Linked DNA regions of Macaca mulatta: region 2 is linked to region 1. The links are chromatin contacts, called in public Hi-C maps. All regions are on one chromosome and are shown on one strand. Each heading gives the region's core, a stretch centred on a gene start, on an enhancer-like site or on the middle of the called end of the contact. The rest is flanking DNA. Distances are from core to core; before and after follow the strand shown.

The links. Hi-C and Micro-C count contacts between places; a contact is called where the count stands out from the background.
Region 2: a contact with region 1 is called in a Hi-C map of fetal cortex germinal zone, with 2.2 times the contacts expected there. The contact joins the promoter of MIER1 here to the promoter of SLC35D1 in region 1. A contact is called at or near these places in 2 of 14 Hi-C or Micro-C datasets (cortical neurons and fetal cortex germinal zone).

What each region holds. Positions count from the first base shown.
Region 1 is chr1:173,559,429-173,565,402 of T2T-MMU8v2.0, forward strand. It overlaps SLC35D1 (solute carrier family 35 member D1), which reads left to right and starts at 1,363. Exons shown (of 12, transcript NM_001258070.1): 1 at 1,363-1,952; 2 at 2,784-2,817; 3 at 2,913-2,999; 4 at 3,680-3,747; 5 at 5,248-5,319; 6 at 5,905-5,973. The coding sequence starts at 1,750.
Region 2 is chr1:173,688,213-173,694,639 of T2T-MMU8v2.0, forward strand. MIER1 (MIER1 transcriptional regulator) reads right to left here and starts at 4,995. Exons shown (of 15, transcript XM_077954509.1): 1 at 4,890-4,995; 2 at 3,749-3,849; 3 at 708-742. DNAI4 (dynein axonemal intermediate chain 4) reads left to right here and starts at 5,132. Exons shown (of 18, transcript XM_015141821.3): 1 at 5,132-5,235; 2 at 5,238-5,322. The coding sequence starts at 5,154.

The DNA of each region.
Region 1 (5,974 bases), core at 113-2,612:
AGGACAAATACATGAGTCCACTCATATGAGGTACCTAGAGTAGTCAAATTCACAGAGACAGAAAGTAGAACACTCATTAATAGCAGAGAGGGAAGGAAGTAGGGAAACAGGGAGTGATTGTTTAAAGGGGAAAGAGTTTCACTTTGGGATGGTGAAAAAGTTCTAAAGATGGATTAGTGATGATGGTTGTAAAACGATGTGAATGCAGTTAATGCCATTCAATTGTATACTCGAAAAGGGTTAAAATGATTAATGTTATATCATGTATATTTTGCCACAATTTATTTATTGATTTCTTTAAGATGGTCTTGTGCTGTTGCCCAGGTTGGAGTGCAGTAGCATGATCATAGCTCACTGCAGCCTCGACTTCCTGGGCTCAAGCCATCCTCCCACCTCAGCCTCCTGAGTAGCTGCGACCACAGGGGTGCACCACCACATCTGGCTAATTTTTTTATTTTCTTGTAGAGACAGGGTCTCACTATGTTGCCCAGGAAGGTCTCAAACTCCTGGGCTCAGGCATTCCACCTGCTTTGACCTCCCAAAGTGCTGGTATTACAGGTGTGAACCACTATACCTGGTTTACCAAACTGTAAAAATAAAAAAAAATAAAAAAAAGAAGAAATTTAAAAAGATACAGACCAAGCATTTAGAAAAATAATTCAAAGTTCTTCTTTCTTAATCTATTAAAGTTCAATATGTAATTTCTTTGCTTAAACTGATCATAATGATTTGCTTCTGTTATACAATAATGACTACCATTTACCGAAAACTAGCTCTTTGCTAGCAATACATCCACAGAGATCAGGTTCAAGGAGGTCATCTAATTGGTCCAAGACACACAATAAGGAGTGTGTGTTTGGGGGTCGTCATTTCTAGGACTCCTACAATTGGAAATCAAGTCTTTTAGGCTCCAAACACCTTGTGCTTTCACCAATCCCCAAGCTGCTTATCTTGCTACTTTTTGGGATATGTCAACATTTTTCTTAAAACAACAAACAAACAAAACTTCCCGATCTGAAAAGAAAGTATTGTTTGGTGTTTTCTGGGTTCAGAAAATGTATGAAGCCAGAGGCACTGCAGAATGAAATTTTCGTTGAGTGTTTACTATTGATCCACATCTGATACTTTTGAAGGGTTTTGGCCCCCTGCAAGAGAGACTAAAAGAGCATTCAAAATTAGTCTAGACACAATGTACTGTAACTACTCGGCCGGCCACCTGTAACAGAGGGGAGGAAGGTCTGCACTTATGTTGCGGCGGTTATCCGAAGAATACGGCCTTCCAGCTCCTCGGCCACCAGACTCCCCCCGCCCCAGGTACTCATCCCGCGGGGAGACCCGGCGCGTGCTCTTGCGCAGGCGCAGAGCGACTGTCACCCAGCGTCTGTGGTTTGCCGCCCGGCGCTCTGGTGTCCCGATGTAGTTCCCCCGGGTTCTCTTTGTCCGCCTCGGGCAGGGGGGTCGCCGCTGCCCCTTCTCCAGGCCCTCTCTAACCCCTGCCCAGGCTAAGCCCGGCGCGGCCCTACCCTCTGACCCCGCGTTGCACAATGCCCGAGCAAAGTCTCCAGGGGTGTGAACCCCGGCGTCCCTGCCCCTGGGCGGGGACCGGCGGCAGCCAAGCGGGGAGTCGAGGCGGCGAGCGTGCAGCTGGCCTAGTCTGCGGTCTCCGACTCCTCGGGTCACCTGGGAACCGCAGCTGCAAGCCCCCGCGCCGCTAGGCCCAGCAGCCAGGCCCACGCCGCTGCGGCAGCCATGGCGGAAGTTCATAGACGTCAGCATGCTCGGGTTAAAGGAGAAGCCCCCGCGAAATCCTCCACACTCCGAGATGAGGAGGAGCTGGGGATGGCGTCGGCCGAAACGCTGACCGTGTTTCTGAAGCTGCTGGCCGCCGGCTTTTACGGCGTGAGCTCCTTCTTGATCGTGGTGGTGAATAAGAGCGTGCTCACCAATTACAGGTAGGGCCGAGGCGGCGGCGGCGGAGGCCGCGGAGGAGGAGCGGGCGGCGGCGGCGGCGGCGGCGGCGGGGCGCCGACTCCCTGGACTTTGACTGCCAAAGTTAAAGCCGAACAAAGTTGGGCGGGAGCTGGGGAGGGCGGGCGGCTGACGCGCGCGGCCCAGGCGGCGGAGCGGCTCGGCGCGCGGGCCTGGGGCAGGGGTCCGCTCTCTGCGCGGAGCTCTGGCCGGCCCGGCACGTTTGGGGCTCGCCTGCCATGCCCTCGGTGCACCGCCCCGAAAACCCTGCCCTTCAGAGAGATGGAGCAAAGTGACTCTTTTGGTGACTTTTGAGCCCTTATGTCTGTCGATCAGGGAGGAGAGCGAGGGAAGCCTCCCTCCTCAGCAGCCTGGACAGGGAGCCGGGGCTTCAGTGTCCCCTGCTCCCTCTGACAGCCTCTGGGGACGTGCGCATCCTCACCCTGGCGGACAGTTATTCCTTTGCTAACACTGGGACCCCGAGGCAGAAGTTGGTTTTTTTTTTTTTTTAAAGGTATGTGAAACCGTTGGAGAGATCTATATCTTCACTGCCTTGAGAAATCCTTTGCAGGCAGCGGGCTGAAATGGTAGACTCGGACAAGATGAGACAAGCGGCCGCCCGAGGCTACATCAGCGGGGTGGCCTGACAACCCACAGGCAGGGAGTTTTCTCCCAAGATTTTTGTTTGATTTAGGGGCGGACGTTGGTGTGGCTTGTATCGGAATGCCACATTAACGTTGCCGATGTGCAAATTGAATTCACGGAGCTAAGTCAGGTTTGTTCTGACCTTGTTTTTCCTTTGCCCTTTTTTGTAGATTTCCCTCCTCACTATGTGTTGGACTTGGCCAGGTTAGTTAGAATCCTCACCATTACGTGGTTTATGTTGTTAGAACTTCTGTGTGTCTTTATGTGTAGAACAGTGAATCTGTGTTCTCTGTTTACAGATGGTGGCCACAGTGGCAGTTCTCTGGGTGGGAAAGGCGCTCAGAGTAGTCAAGTTTCCTGACCTTGACAGAAATGTACCTCGAAAGGTAAAAGAAGAAAAGCAATACTTTATTTTGTGAAATGAAGTCGCTATGTATTAATATATTTTATCAGTGCCTTGCGTATTTTAAAAACTGCAGCCTCAAAAATGCCCAGTCTAGAGTAGTTATAATGAATGTAAAGAATAAATGTAGTAGGCCTACAATCTCTTTAAACTTAAGAGAAAAAATAACCTAGGAATATTCTTTTGTTTTTAATTAATGCACACTTGTTGAGAGTACAACAGTTTTTTGTAGTTTCTGTATCCATCTAATCTAGCCCAGGTATCCTGCATTCATTATTCTTTGGGTTTATTTTATATTCTTCTGTCTGCCTCTGCTTGACTCCAAATGACGATGAATTGCCTTTACTTTTTCTGCTGACTTTAGAGCCATGGGCTCTAATACATGATCATATTTTACAGCAAATAATGTTTCTGTCTCACATTGATCATATTCATATTTCTGTCTTTTCTCCCTGCCTTCCTCCCTTTCTTTCCGCCATAGTAATGTTGTTTATCCAAGGAGAAGTGTTGTTTGGGTGTTTGGGGGTCAAAATTGTATATGAGAACTAATCTTATGTTTTAAGTGGAAAAAATTTTGATCAAATAAAATTGTTTCTGTTTGAAAGGACCTTGTTTTAGCTATCTTTATTATTGAGTTTTGTTATCCCTTTTTAAATTTTCTAGACGTTTCCACTACCTCTACTATATTTTGGGAACCAAATCACGGGACTGTTCAGCACAAAGAAACTGAAGTATGGATAACTTTATTTTACTAGTGAGGTTAATATAATGTATTCTTAAAATTGTACTTGAATGTCAAATATTTAACACATTGTTATTGATTCTGGAAAAAAAATGAAAGGACCAGAAAGCTTCTATTACTACTAAATAATGAAGGTGGTGCCAAAGGTTTTAGTTGATGCTGTTTTCTTTGGAGAGAAAAGGAGTTTTTTGTTTTTGTTTTTTTACCCCTCATTTTGATGTCAGAAGTCTTAAAATGTTATACAATGCTGTGATAGGAGATTTTTATTATTTTTCTAGAGCCACAATAGTGAAGATAATATACTAGGCTTCCGGGATTTCAGTTCTTTAATATAGCTCTTAAATATTTTAGGCAACTTCCACACAGCAGTATTAGAGGGTAGGCACAAGAACTTTTGCAGTCTTTCTTCTAACGTGAAGTAAAGTAACATCAGATAGAACCCTGATAAAAATATTATTAATATCTTACCCATGGCATATAACTGTAGAGGCAACATACTTACTTTCAGAAAGAAGCAATAGCTCTCCTCTCCGTGGTAACACTATTTTTCCCTCTAACCTCCCAGTTTCTGGCTTCTGCTCTTATTGTAGTGTACATATCGGGTGTGTGTGGTATTAAAACAACACAAATAGAGAAACCATTGAACAGAAACCAGTGGCTTCACCACTACCACACAAGCTAAAACCCTGGCATTATAAAATAGAATGGACAGATTTCTGAGGATCAGGGACAAGGTGTTTTTCATTTCTTCCTTTAAAACCTAAGAAACCTGACAGAATGACCAGGATGATATCTCTGAAGAGGGTGCCAAGGAAGTCACATTTATCATGGGTGGGACATTCTTTTCCATTTCATTACCCACTGGGAAAGAAATGCAGGCCTTCTGCAAAGTGCTGCTTGTATAGAGTGTGCTTTTTTTCATCCATCTCATCCAACCATTCATTCACACCTATCTTTGATTGCCAGCTAAGTATAATTCACTTTGGAGTGAGATAAGATATATTCAGAAATAACTATATTGCAAGAGGCTATATGTTTGATTAGTACAAGCAAAATGCTCTGGGAATTTAGATGAAGACAAAATTAGATCCACAAAAGGACAGTCAAGACATTTCATGGAATAAGATTTTCATAGATGGTTTCTGGGAGGTCTAGTGGGTGGGAAGGGAGGTCAGACTAGTGAAAAAATGAGAAGGAAGCCTTTTTCTATTAAAAACTAACATGTTTACAGCTTAGAGTATTTGCGTAATTAGCAGAATAAAGTTTTGTAGTTAATGTTTCTCACTTCTAGTAGTTTTTTTAAAAGCAACTCTTTTAGGCTTTCAAGTAGGAATTGTTTCTAGAGAAAAGCAAGGGTTTAACCATAAATTAATCAGTATGGAATTTCCATAATGGAAGAATATAGCATTATTTTAACTACCAGTTTGGAAAATCTTAGTTTAAAAAAAATGTTAAATTCTATTTTACCTAATTATCTTTTTTTTTTCAGCTTGCCAATGTTTACAGTTCTGAGAAGGTTCTCCATCCTGTTTACAATGTTTGCTGAAGGAGTTTTACTCAAGTGAGCTAAGTTTTTAATATATCTGTTCTTTAAATCACCTTGAAAAGGTGCCTAGCATATGTGAGATACTAAATTATTTGTCTTATTCCTACCTTACCTTTTGAGAAGTTGAAGAAACCCTCTCTCTTGGCTGCTGGAATTGATAGTTTGTGGGAGTGGTAGTTGGGAAGGTCATGAATTGGAGTTGAAAATCTATCTGAACATGAGATTTACTTTCTAGAATTTCTGTGCTACTGCCACTGGGAGAAACTGGATCAGAAGCATAGGTATAGGTTTTAAATAGCATTCATATCTTAGCTCCTTTTACTACAAATGAATGTGACATTTTTCTGTTAAAGAAATTCTGCTTTACAAAAATTCAAACTCACTAATAATTGGTGAAAATTTTTAAAATGGGTATAATAACTTATATAACAATGAATTTTTGCTTCATCAAAGGGGTTCTTTTAAATATCCAGTTTCTCAGAAATGTTTAAAATATAATTGTTTATAGCTTTTGAGAAAGCATATCACACTTTTTGCTTCTGTTGTAAAATGAGTGTGTGAATAAAGTCGTGTGTATTTTAAAATTTTTTTATTTTGTAGGAAGACTTTTTCTTGGGGTATTAAAATGACTGTATTTGCAATGATTATTGGAGCCTTTGTAGCTGCCAGG
Region 2 (6,427 bases), core at 3,745-6,244, 130 kb after region 1:
CAGTAGCAACAGAGTTATGTACTGGTTGAATTTTGCACAACCAGACAAAATTTAAAATACTGAAAATTGACTATTTTATGGCTATCATCTACCATAGAGGGAGAACCTACTTATTTGCAACGCCTGAAATGCCGGTAACTTGAAAGTTTATTTTAACGTATTGGCCTACAGCTGCCAATTGGCCATGATGACAATGCTGATGATGGCCAGAGCCAATGATTTCAAAGTAACTAACATGTTTCACTTCCATTATACTAAGGCAGATACTGAATAACACAAAGGTGACATTAAAACAGTCACTAACATATTTTACTAAACCAGTTTTAAAGTCTTTATTTCGAAAGACTGAGTTTTTTTCCTAATCTTCAAGGGTTCCTCTTAATGCAGTTTCAAAAGTGGCTACCAAAATCAACCATTTAAATATGAGAATTATTCATTCCCTCCAAATAATGTGAACCAATGCTACAATATATTGCATAAATGTGTACATATACAATTTTTCTTAAAGTTTATACTTAACTTATAATGCAATATAGGGGAGGCTATTAAATTATTTATATTCCCTTAAAATTCTAGACTCTATCAAGCATTTTCCTATTTCCAAAGATTCAACGTTAATTTGAAACTGCTATGTCCAATAATAATCTGTGCATGAATAAACTGCATTTACAGATATATGAAGTAGCTGCTAAGTGAAAGGACATTACCTGGTAATTTGACAGGAAAAGAGTCCACAGACAGTCTGTAAACCAATTAAACATAAACATCTGATGCACATTTTCTACTGAAAGAAAAGCAAGGGAAAGAAGAGAAAGGAAAACTTTAAGGTTCCCAAATCTACAAACAATTTTTACCATTAACTGTACTGTACAGTATTTTCATTTTATTTTTTAGAAAACTTATGTAAAAGTGTTTTTCAGGATTCCTTGGGGGAATAAGTATTTTAGCAGAGGTATATAGTTTCTAAGAGTTACCCTGTTGAATTATGTCAGTGCTTTGGACTTGAAATAAAAATGACTTTTTAAAAGTGTCAGTTCATATCCGAATAGTTTTCAATCAATACACTTAATGAAAAGAGCTGAAGGCAAAGAACAATGGATGTACATGGACCTGAGGTGGATACAGACACACTTAGGGGCCTAGAGGTACAAACTCAGGCTTTATACCATGGAGATGAAGGAGGGTTTTCCATTAAAATATGAAAGCTAATTTATGAAATTTGCCTACCAAAGGAAAATTAAAAGTGTTAAAATACAAGGTACAGGAATAACTTGCTTGCTTAAGTACACTGAATCTTTGATTCTTCAGTTAAATTACCAACAGAAATCCCAACTGTGATAAAGAGCAGGGGATCACAGTCCAGTAACCTACTGAATCGTAAAATTGTCAGGAAAATGAAGTCTGAAACATTTCTGAATGGGTATCTATCTTACTGTTAAATAATTTTTTTTTTTTTTTTTTTTTTTTTTTTTGAGACGGAGTCTGGCTCTGTCGCCCAGGCTGGAGTGCAGTGGCGCGATCTCGGCTCATTGCAAGCTCCGCCTCCCGGGTTCACGTCATTCTCCGTCATTCTCCGGCCTCAGCCTCCTGAGTAGCTGGGACTACAGGCGCCCGCCACCACGCACGGCTAATTTTGGTTTTTTGTATTTTTAGTAGAGACGGGGTTTCAACGTGTTAGCCAGGATGGTCTCGGTCTCCTGACCTTGTGATCCGCCCACCTCAATCTCCCAAAGTGCTGGGATTACAGGCGTGAGCCAATGTGCCCGGCCTAAATAATTTTTTAAGTTTATTAATATTGTGTGTCAATATTACTAGATTTAAATGGTATTATTATTATTGAGGGAAGAAAATCTCTACATTTTTCTCCTTCCCCTTTTTATAAATGTGGATTCAGTGGGTCTTTTTAGGTTCAGATATTATAAAAAAGAAACAGCTCTAATACTGCAATTCATAGGTAACACATTACCACTGAATTCAGTATACTTCCACTATTATTTTATTTTAGTGATACACTTAACTGTAAAATTTTCAGGAGCCACCTTAGGGAATGAAAAGTCTTTCTCAAAATGCTTACTTACCCTCTTCAGTATTAAATATATAAAAATTAACTATTCACTAGTCACAGAATTTTAGTGTTGGATGGGACCTTAGAGATCTTTTAGTCAAGTCTCTACTCTGTCAAAATAGTAATCTCTCATCATGCTTCTACTACCAGGCTTTTTGCCTATGTTTAAACACCTCCAGTGACTCACTATATCTCATAAAAAGGCTCCTCTTTTCAAAAAAAGTTCAAATGTTTAAAACATTCTTTTATTATGCCAGAATCTACCTCCTTGTTGTTTCCATCCATTACCCTTAGTTCTTCAGCACTTTGGATTAATTCAACAGATATCTTCTTTGTATCCAAATGCAAACAGTTAATATTTATACTTGGGTTAACAAAAAAAATATTTTTAAAGCCTATTCATACTAGAAGAGTTGAAAATAGGACATGACAGAGCTAAAGGCATGAGAAAATGCACCATTAATTGTGTCTGCTTAATTACACCTTGTTATTTATTAATGTGATATCCAAAACAGTAGTTCTGTTGAAATTGTGTATAAAATCTTTAAACTAAAAAAGTGTGGTGAATTCCAATTTTATGTGAGGTTTGTGATTAATGTCCCAAAACAAAAAACCACTATAGAAAGCCTGAATAAATGCCTCTTCAGCTCCTATTGCCCACCTAAAAGCTGCCTTATTTTCGGGCAAACTAACATTAATTTTTATGACATTAAGCTACTCAAAACTCCTATTATATTGATAAATCATTTGTAAGCAATTTACTGAATCTTCTATTCAAAATTATTAAACAATTCTATAGAGGCTATAAGGCGCACGCACACACAAACCCCTCAGTTATTATTATGCTTTTAACAAAAGCATTTAGTATCACAATCTTACTTCAACCAGTACCTTAAACGAACCAATGAACAAACTTCTTCAGCAATTTACATATACCTAAGAAATATAACCTTTTATTCAGTACCAACACCTGATTCAAATACAAGTAACATATATATATATCATATATAAACCTGTTATGCAATCCAAAAAGGTACCTCTCAAAATGCACCAAGAAAATACTGTATTTATAACAGTTTAGCCTCTGGGGTTAGCTGATTGAAATAGATTAATACAACACATCCAAAACTAAAAAATTCTGTATCTAACAATTTTCAGGGTCCATGAGTCTCTTTTGAGATTAGTTTATAAACTATTTCCTGAAATTTTTATTTAAAAGCAACAGCCTACACTATGCCTTTATGATGTGGTGGTAAAATTGTATGGATAATTACTAATTTGGTTGAAAATTCCTAAATCTAAAAAACTTAGCCTATTACATTTAGAAGCCCCACATCTATAGTGACAATCAGCATCATCTTTTCATTAGTCTCATTTTTTATTATTAATGCCACTCTAAAACACTTATGTAGGCTTTTGGTTCTTCAAATAACAGTTTTGGATTTTCTTTTCATAAGTTTTACACAGTTCTATCCAGTGGCCCCATTTTATCAGTATATTACAAACTGTATGTTTATGGTTCTTACATTGATGACATGTTATTTTTATCTCACCCAAATTCTGGAAATTTTTGGCCCATCAATTCTCAAACACTGGAACATATAAGAAGAGTAATATAATCTCACATTACTTGAGGGAGTTTGGCTTTTCCCTCCCTTAATCTCCAAGCGTACCCCTGCCTACCAGCATCACATCCGTCTTGTCTGCATTGAACCTCAACCAGTTGGTTCTTAACCACGTCCGAAACTCAGCCAGGCACTGGGAGAATCGAGCGACCACACCATCTGGATCAAAGGAAAGAGAGCCTCAGTAGCAAGGAGACAGAAACGAGATACAAGCTCACCATCTACCGTTTCACATGTTTAAAAAGATGGTCGGGAATTAGGACAAGGATCCCATGACAATTTTAGAAAAACATTTAATGAGCCTTAAGTCATGCAATTTGCAACCAATGGTAAAGGAATAAAAGCGACCCAATAAATAGGTCGCCTCATTCCACCCATGAGTGAAGAAGATTCAGTCAACTCCGGGTCATCTCGGTGAAGCGGCCTCAATAGCCAAGTCAATCTTGTAATTACGTAAGTTCTTCTGCAGAAATACAGAATTCTAGCGTTGGAGGAAGCTTTAAATAGGGAAAACTGAAGCCCAGAGAGGGATAGTGACTCGCTCAAGGTCACACAGCATGCAGGGACCACACAGGCTCCAGGCCAGGGACCTAACCACTACAAGCTGAAACAACAAGACTAAAGAGCGGCAAGCATCTGTCCCAAGGGATCCTCCCACGCGCTAGGAGGACCTCATTTCCTCACAGTAATACCCTATTCGAGTCTCTCCTCCCTCCCTGACTCCATTCGAAAAGGGCAGGTTGGCCCAGGGCGCTGCTCACCATAAAGGCTGCAGTGCAAGCGGGAGCCTCCTGGGACTGGGACACAAGTGAGGGAAATACAGGAGAAAGAGGCGGAGCCACAGCGGGTGGTCAGCTTAGCCCCACCCCGACTGGGATCAGGGACCGAAGCGAACGGGGCGAGGCGAACTCACTCCGCAGCGGATTCCCAGCGCGCCGCCGCCACCGCGAAGGCAAAAGGGCGGCGCTGGGAGGTAGTGGGCGGTGGCGGGGAGGGAGCTGCGCATGCGCCTTCGGCCGCCGACGGCGAGCAAGCCAGGCGCGTTCTGAGGCAGCCCCTCCCCGGAAGTTAAGGGTCTTCCGGGCGGTACACTGCTGTGGGGGAGGGGAAGGAGAGAAAGGGGACTGAGGACACCTCAGGAGCCCCTCATCCCAAACTGGAACAGAAGGGGAAAGATGGCTTGTGGAGGCTGCACTTACAGCCGCTGCCGCTGCTGCCGCCGCCACCTTCGCTGCTGCCGCCACCGCCTGAAGAAGCCCCATCCATCCGCCTGCAGCCGGGAGACTCAGAGCCTGGGAGGGGCCTGAGGCCCGGGCCGCCCGCCTCCTTCTTCTAGTCGTCGTCCGGAGCTTCCTCCTGCTCCACCAACCCTCTGCCCTCCCCTCCGCCTCCGCCCTCCTCCTCGGCCTCGTGCCGCCAGCCAACCGCGCGGCCGCTTGTTGAGCCAGAGCTCCACCGTCGCCATGACGCCCGGCAAACATTCCGGATCCTCGGCCCGAACCGCCAACGCAGGGGCTTGGAGGTACAGGGACTTCAGAGGCGGCCAGAAAAGGGGTGGTGGACCACTCCCCAGCTGGTCGCCACCATGCCAGTCTCTCCGGCAGGCAGTCACAAGCAGCAGAACTTCAGGTTGTAAGTTCCGGCGTTAAAACCGTAGTCCATCCCCCTGGGTCCCGGAGGGAGCCCTTCTATTAATAGATATTTCTGGATTTGGAAAGGGCCGTACCCCAACTGGGTTCATTCTCTAGACCTCGAAGCGCCCAGGCGACAAATGGCTCCTTTATCGACCTACCACAGTCTTTAAAAAAAATCTCTACTGGGCCGGGCGCGGTGGCCCACGCCTGTAATTCCCAGCACTTTGGGAAGCTGAGGCGGTTGGATCATCTGAGGTCAGGAGTTCGAGTCCAGGCTGGCTAACATGGTGAAACCTGGTCTCTACTAAAAATACAAAAAGTTAGCCGGGCCTGGTGGCACATGCCTGTAATCCCAGCTACTTGGGAGACTGAGGCAATTGCTTGAACCCGGGAGACGGAGGTTGCAGTGAGCCGAGATCGTGCCATTGCTGCCTGAGCAACAGAGCGAGACTCTGTCTAAAAAATAAAATAAAATAAAATCTCTACTGCTGTGCTTGCTCTGTGAGAAAAGACCTGGTTTGTTTAGAACCATCCTTCCTCCTAGCACTTCTAGTTTGTTAAGGCCTGCAATCTCTCAAGCTTGATGCCTTCATGCTGTGCCCAGACGTTCAAGAGCCTCAGCTTCTGTGAGCCACCAGGCCAAACATTGCTGTGCTCTGTAGTAGAGGTATTTTATTGTCCTCTACTCAATACCATCTTACCTTAAAACTAATTCCTGCTTCCAGCATTCTACTGTTATGCATCAGTTGGACAAGACTGGAGAAAAGCACACAGCTATGTGGACTTGTCTTTAAATGGTTCCTTAGTACTGCCCATAATACTGTCCACTAAGTTCCTCCAAAGTTCCTTAATTACTTGTTTTCTCTTCCCCTCTCCAATCTCCTCCACCTCAGCTAATCTTTCTTCAGCGGAACTTGTTGAGAGTTCTTGGGAGAGAACCTTGCATTCTCTCTCGAATATGGTACTCACGCTTTTGTCCATCCTACCGCTCCACCAAAACAGCTTCTATGCAAGTCAGCAATAGCCATGCAGCCAAATACAATGGCTGATCCACAGTTTCATTCTTTGTTCAATGAAGCAGCGTTGGTCTAGTTTGTTACTTC